2 separate regions of the Hordeum vulgare genome follow, and region 1 is linked to region 2. Evidence: chromatin contacts called from public Hi-C data. All regions are on one chromosome and are shown on one strand. The core of a region is the stretch at or near the end of the contact, and the rest is flanking DNA. Distances in the headings are between cores, read along the strand shown. Region 1 holds the start of LOC123400124 (protein DETOXIFICATION 40-like). Region 2 holds the start of LOC123400119 (protein XAP5 CIRCADIAN TIMEKEEPER).

Region 1 (4,727 bases), core at 1,995-4,494, 190 kb before region 2:
CTCAGCAGAGTAGGCAATCAAGGACAGGTTGCGTTAAAAACCAGTTACCAGACGGAGAGCGATGCAAGAGCCATTTCGGGGTCTTTGAGGAGGCCAGCAATGAGCACGAGTATCTGGAAGTACCAAGTCTCTAGGCAGAGCATGATGGCAGAGGCAAGGGACAACTTGAAAAACTCAGGCAAGCCGGAGAATGCCTGGAGGGAGAACCCAGTCCACGTGAGGCGGCACCGGCTGCTGGTGACGATATAGATGAACTGCCCGATGACGATGACCCACCAGCTGATGCTGAGCATGAGCGAGGAGCCAAGAAGCCCTAGCCCAAACTTGTACACGACGAGGTAGCTGAGGACGAGGTGGATGGCGAGTGTGCCTGCGGAGATGTAGGCGCTGGGCGCCATGATGCTCTGCGCCTGCATGAACTTTTGAATGGGGAAGTTGGCAGCGTAGGCAAAGATCTGCGGGATGAGGCCGTAGACGAAGATGGCCGCGGCGCGGGCTATCTCGGGGGACTCGCCGAGGAGGATGAGGATGGGGCGGGAGAAGGCGTAGAGTACGGCGAGCGGGATGCCCGTGGCCATGAGCAGGACAGTGGAGCGTTGCATGTAGATGCCCAGCATGTCGAACTTGTTCGCGCCGTACGCCTGCCCGCATAGAGTCTCCACCGCACTCCCCATGCCAAGCTGCAAAGCATTGCAGAGTTGGTCAATTAGAATTCTAGTTTTGTACTCCCTCCGTTCCTAAATATAAGACCTTTTAGAAATTTCACTATAGACTAGATAGGGAGCAAAATGTGTGAAACTACACTAAAATATCACTAAAATATGTAGTTTATAGTAAAATCTTTAAAAGGTCTTATATTTAGGAACGGAGGGAGTAATTCCAAAATGATTCGGCTTTTTGTGAAATTGATGTGGAGTGTATTTGAAATTGTGAAACCTGAATGAAATAATTATGTAATGCATATGTCAATGAACCTCAAGTAGAACATATGATTGAAATAACTGACAGATGCATGGGCAATATATCTCCAATTATGCATTGGGAAAGAAATATGATAGAAATCCAGTGCAAATTGCATTAAATTTCAATTTGTATTTGAAATTGCTTTAGTTTTGTTACCTTCTGTAAATATATGTGAAACTTCTAAAAAAATGTTACATGGCTGTGTAATTGATTTGAAGTGTATCTTAACTTGGAATGCATTTGAATTTCAGTAAACAAATGTGAAATTTCAGCTTGTGGCACTTTTCTGAAATATAGCTTCTGTTTGCGGCTTTTTTCCATGATGTATATAGAAGTCCTGAATTTTAGTTTGTGCCGCTTCACTGAATATATGAGAGACTTGTGGAATTTATGAAGTCATCGTGTATTTGTTCCAAAGTGTATCGTAACTAGCTCTGAAATGCATTCGAATTCCAGTGAACATTTTGGGGCATTTCAGTTTGCAGAAATTTGTGTTCAAAAAAACGTTTGCGACAGTTTAGGAAAACTGCACCTGAAGCCCATTTTGCGGCAATACCGAAATAAAATGAAACCATGTCTAAAAGGAAACGTTTCAAAATGCATGGAGTTTCCGTTGAAATGCAATGAACTCATTTCTGAAGCAATGTTGAAGTAGAAAAAATAAAGCATGTTCGAAAGTAAGCGCGTTTGAATCGCATATGAAGCTATGTGAAATGGAATGCATTTCGAAACACGGTTTAAGAGTTTCGAAGATCATCGTATGAATGGTCCTCGCGACATTAACAGCAACGGGGGCTAAAGAAAATTGAAACGAACATTTGAATAAGAAAGTTTGGAACCAGAAACTTCAATTATTGTTTTCAATTACCCCGCAATTATTTTTATCGTTTTCAATTACACGGCCCACCAAAACACGGTAGCAGGTATGAACACAGTGGGCGGAAGCATTGAGGGGGCGCAGTCGCAGAGGCAGAGCCACGGCGTGCACCGGTACCGATAGCAATGTCTCCCACGTGTGTTGGGTTGCATCTACTCTAATTTCTAGAAGGCGGCTACGTGTCTCACTTCCCTCCCGCCATACCACGAGTCCATAACCAGTCGTCATGTAGTACTATCTATCTTCCTATCTATCACGAGTAGGTGAGGACTACACTACACACAGGCAGGGACGAGACGCAGGGCAGGATGCAAGGTCGAAGTAATTGGTTGTACCAACAACAAGACACGAGCTCCTGACGCGACGTTATTTTTTTTTGTGGAAGAGAAAAAGGTCACCCGTGATGCGACGTGACATGATGCCCCGGAGAAATCGGATCCATGCACTGCACCAACACTGCATCCAAATCAAAGCAAACGCTGCTGCACTCTCGAGTCGTCCTGCGACCGAGTCTAAAGTTCAGTGCTGCTGCTGCTGCTGCTGCTGCTGCTGCTCGTTAATTATAGGAGCAGTCAACTACACGAGGCCAAACGTTGGCAGCTCAGCTCAGCTGCTACGCCGATCGACGCGTAGCCTACGACGAGTTTGCTGGAATCCGGGTGCTATTTGATTAATGATTAATCTGACTATCTGAGCCCGATGGAGAATCCCCTGGATCCGATGAGGAGTACTCCTACTGCTGCTGATGGTCAAATCCATGGAGGGAGGCGGCGTACGTACCATGAGGCCGTATGCGAAGACCTGGATGCCGGTGTTGCCGAGGGAGGCGGCGGCGAGCTCGAGGGTGCCGAGGTGGCCGGCGAAGATCTGCGTGGACATGGACATGAGGTAGTTGATCATGTACACCAGCACGGCCGGCGCCGCCAGCCGCACCAGCATCCGCATCTCCACCGCCGTCGCCGCCAGCATCCGCCGCGCCCACGGCACCGACTCGTCGCTCAGGATGCTCTCCAGCCGCTTGCTGGACCCGTGCCCATCGTCGCCGCCGCCTTCGCTGCCGGCCGGCGGCGGCAGCAGCGGGGTCTGCAGCTTGCTGTCCATGGGCGTGCGTGGCCTGATGCCTGCCTCTGTTTCTTGTGGCGGAGGGCGGAGGGCGGAGATGCGGAGGAGGAGGTCGGCTGGGCGTTATAAAAAGGGATTCTGCGGCGGCGGCGGGAGCGGGGGCAGGGGAAAAATAATAGGAGAGGAATTGGGTTGTGGCTTTGGCTTTGGCTCGGCTCCGGAAATGTGGAGTTTTGTTTCGTTTTTTGCTCCGGCTGCTATTGGTTTGGTTTCGCGGCTGGAGCCTGGGGTGCGTGCGAGAGCATACAGTTGGGAAAATTGATGGTCTCTGCTGGCATGCGACTGATCCGTACTACTCCTACACTACTCGATTATTTAAAACCGTCTTCTTCGCAAACATCATTGCTCGATAGATGTTCGATCAAATGTCATGAAACTGATTTTTGAATGTCACGTCGTTTTTTTTAGAGTAAGAAGGGTGGTGAGTTGCTCGATTATAAAGGACGAATTGTTGCGCGATGCATAGTTGGTCGTACCCGCGGATTTCATAAGCAAGAGCAGCGGAGGGACATTTTAAGTTGAAATGCATTAATTGTTCCACGCATATTGCGCCATACGACATGCACATCATGCATGATCATAATATGAGGCCGTTATCGTATCGAGGATACGTCATTCGGACCCTGTCGTCAAGTTTCAAGGTATAGTGGGTATGCTATAGGCAAGGTGGCCATTGTGCGCGTTATAGGAAGAGGTCGCAAGTTTTGCTTCTTCTTACTCAAATTGTTGACTCATTCGTTGATTCATTCAATATTGTTATTCACATTGTGTAGCTTGCACATACAGTCGTAATGTATCACATGATGAGGAATGGCCATTTACGCATGCGCTATCCGCACTCTCCTCGCCTTCGGTCTCTCGTGGTGTGCGGCCTCCGACGGCACATGAGTAGAGATGAGTACCCAACAGTAGCCAGGGACGACATCCCGAGCTGATAGGAAAGGCAAAGAGGGGAGGCTTGCCTGGAGGGGCGCGATGCGCGTGGATCTGCATGGGCCAGCTTCTTCACCCGCATTGTGTCGTCCTGCTACCAATTAATATTATGATTGATTAGGTATCCTGGATGCTGATATTTTTTTGACAAACTTGATCAAATTTGCGGAGTCTAACTTGAGGCATTCTTTTTTTTGGAAAAGGAGGTTAAGACCCCGGACTCTGCATCAATCGTTGCATACGACCACGTTTATTAGTTATTCAACAAAGTTCTGAACAAAAACATACATTAATCCATCCGAAGCCACCAATCACACATATAAACTCAATAAGGTGGAGTGCTTTCATTCTTCATATCTAAAACCGATATCGTTGTTGATCCATCCGCATATAGTATCGAAACCTATAGTCAGTGCAGCAAACCTAAAGCGTACATCACATGCACATGTTTTAGAAATCATCATCATCATCGACCACAGACCCATCTTCAGGAAGAGATCCCGTAACAGCCCGAGACCGACGCTCGAGAAGATTCCCTTTTTATTTCGTTGCCGCTGTGTGATTAGATTGTTTGACGCATTCATCATCGCATCATTCACATCATCTGCATTGCATCGGCACTCTGTTGCCGCAGTTTTCAAAACTTGCATCCGTTAGTAATTGTCGGTTCTCTCTGTTTTTATCGTTGACCGTTTCGAGACCAACCACACACGCACGCGCCCGTGACATCTATAAAATATTGTTTTTAAAGGTGTCCAATTTATTTATTTCGGATTAGGTTGAAACTTGGTGTGCGGTCTTATTTTAGTGTAGGTAGGTCGCCTGCCAAATT
Region 2 (4,474 bases), core at 12-2,511:
CGTGGATCTCCCCTCACTCTCCTCTTTTTCCTTTTCTGCATTTGCAATTCTTCTTCTCTGAAACCAACAACACAACACTTAAATTGGCATAAGGAAACAAATTAAAGAAAATTTCTGATTCAGCCAAGCTAGTATTTCAAGCTCACTCTTGTTGCAATTTTTGAAGCTTCTCTTTCTCTTCCTCCTCGATCTTAGTTCGTATGTTAACCCTCTGCGCAGGCAATGGGTGAAGATTAAGTAACCAAAATTTACTTTGCCCAGGAATAGAAAAGCAAAGGCTGATGTACATAAATGGTCTGTCTATTACCTTCTCAACATACTGTTCTCTTGTAACTAGGCCAACAGTTTCCTTCTTGAATGCAGTCTCAAGAATCTAAAAATCACATTTCTTAGTGTTAGCTTGTAAAATACAGCTGCACGGTATACATTTACTTGCAAAAACCTCTATAATCCTGTAAAGAAGCCATGTCAAAGATTGGATAAAATAAATCCACCCAGTGACTTAAATTAAAATAAATACATAGAATTCTAAAAAAAAGAATCAATACTCCCAGTCTGCTAGTTCTGGGTATTCCTAAGTGAATCATTCAAATGCCAAAATCAAACAGCGTACAGGCACCACACCCATCAGGATCTATCAAACTTAGCTGTGAGCCATCAAGCAAACATTGTTACCAAATCTGTAAGTATCCACATACATGTTTTTCAAGGCTAAGAACTGGCATCTTCTGAGTACAGTTATCCGAGAAAAACTAACCATGTCATGGCAACAACAATACATAATTCTCTACCAACAAAAGTAACAACTACTTACATTAGGGCTGCCAAATCCTACAATATCTACTCGTGCTAAAGCACACCCGGTTCAACCAGTAAGCGAATCGGCCCAACAGCATCTAAATTCAACTACATATGCATGCTAGAAAGCGAATCAACCGGTAAGCAGACGAAGATTCGGTCGCGGGCCAAACCCGCGATGGACGCGGCGACGACGATTTTACCTCGGAGGTGCTGGAGCCGAACTGGAGGAGGCCGGGCTGCCCGTCGGCGTTCTTGCTCTTGAGCTCCTCGATCTTCCGGCGCTCCGCCTCGCGCTGCTTCTCCAGCCGCCGGATCTTCACCGCGTCCTGCGCCGTGCCAACGTACCCGTCGCCGAACCCCGACATCCTTCCACCTCGGATTTCCCCGTGTTGCGGCCTTTCCCGGGGAGGGGGGGGGGGGGGGGGGGGGCCGCCCGCTGTCCGACGGAGAGTGGAGGCGGCGGCCGGCGGGGGGACGGGTCGCCGAGAGCGGAGGAATAGGGCGATTTCGGGAACGCCTCGATCGCGGAGTATATACCTCGCCTACTGCGACATATACGACGCGATCGCCAACAAGGCCACCCGATCTAAGCCGGCCCGTATTGAGGTCCAAACAAAGAGATGAGGAAACTCTTTCCAACAACAAATACCAAGCATATCCAAACAACAAAATTTGAATTGAAGTCCAATTCCTTTCCATCTTGGATTTGGTATTCCAGATCAATTCAATTCCGAGCCAGTTTTTCCTACATCCAAACAGGGGGTTAGTCTAAAAAACGCCACGCACCTGAAGCTTCTTCCATTTTTTTAGTCTCTTTGTCGATTTTCAGCAGTTTTATTTTGTTCAACATATATCAACGTTTTTCAGTACACATTCAGTAGTTTTTTGCATAAATCAGATATGTTTTTATATACACATTTAACATTTTTAACTACATGGTTAATATTTTCTGAAATCTTATATTTTAATGCTACTTTACCATACACATGGTACATTTTTTATATACCTAATGCATTTTACAAAACACGTTTAATATTTTTCAAATACAAGATTAACAGTTTCTTTAATATGTTGTGACACTTTTTCTATGTACCTTTTACAGTTTTTAAATACTTGATTAATACATAGTCAAATTTTTGTATACACATTTAACATTTTTCAAATGATTGATTAACATATTTCAAATACTTGCTCAAACATTATTTCAAATGCTTGATTAACAAAAAAAATACATGATCAAATTTTTTCATACACATTGTATTTGTTGTTTAATACATGAGAAACGTTTTCTCCATACACATTCAACATATTTTAAATGCTTGGTTAGCATGTTCTTCAAATGTTTTTATATCAAGTGTTTCTTGTAATATATTTATATAGAATATCCATAAGTATAAACAAAACAAAAAACATGAAAACAAAAACAAAAACAAAAATGAGGTTGTGGTATCCCATGCGTTTGCACCAGCCCATCCAACGCCTCCCTTTAGGCGATGCTTCCCTCTTTTTTCGCGTGAAGTGAGACAAAGAGGCACCCTAAAAAACTATTTTTCTCTCATCCCTCTCGCCTCATGTTTCCTTCATATGTTATAAACCTAGAAAATACCTTGTTTTTTTCTCATTCTCCATCAAATCCAAAGAGGCAACCATCATTAAGAAAGGGCATGGCAAGCATAGTAGAATAGTCGTGTTTGATTTTTCTGAAGTTAATAGAACCTACTTTCTGAGCTATGAATTTCATGCCATATAAAACTAGTAGAATGCTCGTGCGTTGCCACGGGCTTTTTACAAATGTAATGCATGCTATTTTTTACATGTAGAGACTATATAAAATTAGCACAATTACTTAATAATAAAAGTTCACCTTACTTACAATGAAAAGTCATAACAATAAAAAACAAATTGACGACATATCCATGGAACAAATTGAGCGATGGTCAAACTAAATCCATTACAAATTATTAAGATCTACTTGATGCCCTTAATAAATTCTCGCACAATATCAGGAAGATTGTCTCTAGCTTCATTCCCACGATGTTTTAGCTAGTATAATAAAAAAATGTTTCCTCAACTCATACCCATCCTGCATAATAAATACGTGTAGTGAGCACAAAAATTTCACGTTGAATGTCTTCAAACATGTAATGGACAATACTCACCGTGCAAATCGGCTTGATAAGTTATTTACCGTTCCACAAGAGCATAAAATGGAAAACAAAATAGCCAGACGCATCCCTGCAATTTCCTAAATCAATACTAAATAAAATAAAGTGATAATATAATTAAATATTTATATTATGAAGTCATTACCCGTCTGTGGTCGTTGGAATACCAGACGGAAATAAACGTTGCCATTTAGATATATCAGAATTCCAGTCGGGTTGCTTTATTTCGAGTGCATCTTTGAATTCCCTCGCAAAACTTTTTAACTTCACTACATGCCTCAAATTTTTATTCTTTGACGACTGTGATGTATGAATAGGGTCCATAATGCATACACGGCGTGCCTCTTTGTCGATGACGTACAAGATGTATAGGCCGATGTATGCATACGGGAGATCAATCTACAGGTGGTAGCAATTAGGAGCAACAATAAGCCATGACAATAATAAACAAAATACAATACTTACCAAGTTGCACGATGACACGGTGTTGTCAATCCCAGGCCAGCCATCAAACAATGATCCCAACGTCTGAATAGTTTCCTTATCGCAAAACTTTTGACCTCGTGTTGACTCCAGCATCATGGACTGGTTACAAAGTTAATTATTATTTCACCGTGTTGATACTAATGGAAATGAACAAATAATTATGACAACTTACGCAAAAGCGCATATCCATGTAATGTATAGGAGGGTCTGTAAACAATACTTCCTCGTCACATGCAACTATACGCACGACAATGTTGAAGCAATGATTGTCCATACTTTGCTCCATGTTAAGTATGCTTCAAGGACAAGAGCAAGTAGTCGAATAAAAATTGACAAAGATCTTCGAAGTGATGATGCATGGAATCAAGAAATAGAGGACGACAAAGTGTTGGCGAGTCATCCAAGAGGGGAGAAAGATCAAGTTACACAACTATCATGTTCTCCCAAAATATTTGAAGAGGTATGTCTGGCAAGTAATTTACCTAAATTCCGATTTGGTCATGATTTTATTGTTGATGCTTCTATTAGAGAAATCCTTATATGAAATCTTGAGAGACCAATGAAGAAGGATAACCTATTAGTTACCAATAGGAATGTCACAAAGCATTTTGGTCAACACATTGTACCATTCGGAAAGACACACAATGAAAATTTGTTACAATCAAAGTTTTCTCCATTATTTTATTTAGAGTTTATATCTGTGTGGGTAGCTTTGTTTATTTCATACTTGGCTTGCATTTGGTTTCGAATAAGACATATATGGTCTAACTATTTTTGTTACAAAAACATAAAGCCAAGTTTTAATTCTTTTGAGAAAATCTATGCTAGTACAATATCTTATCCAATGACATCCCAAAAAGAATGGAAAAGAAAATGCATAGCTGAATTGGGAGATGTTAAATCTGAACCATTTGTCTCCTTAGTCACAAAGTCATTTTCACACCAAGACGGTTAGAGAATCAAAAGTATACCTCCAATTCAATCATGTATGATCAAATCTTTGAGTTGTTGCTCAAGAATAA

The links. Hi-C and Micro-C count contacts between places; a contact is called where the count stands out from the background.
Region 1: a contact with region 2 is called in a Hi-C map of leaf, with 2.9 times the contacts expected there. The contact joins the promoter of LOC123400124 here to the promoter of LOC123400119 in region 2. A contact is called at or near these places in 2 of 6 Hi-C or Micro-C datasets (leaf and seedling).

The regions. Positions count from the first base shown.
Region 1 is chr5H:502,847,830-502,852,556 of MorexV3_pseudomolecules_assembly, reverse strand. LOC123400124 (protein DETOXIFICATION 40-like) reads right to left here and starts at 3,244. Exons shown (of 7, transcript XM_045094534.1): 1 at 2,621-3,244; 2 at 49-680. The coding sequence starts at 2,941.
Region 2 is chr5H:502,657,472-502,661,945 of MorexV3_pseudomolecules_assembly, reverse strand. LOC123400119 (protein XAP5 CIRCADIAN TIMEKEEPER) reads right to left here and starts at 1,261. Exons shown (of 12, transcript XM_045094530.1): 1 at 1,002-1,261; 2 at 308-373; 3 at 147-211; 4 at 1-57. The coding sequence starts at 1,166.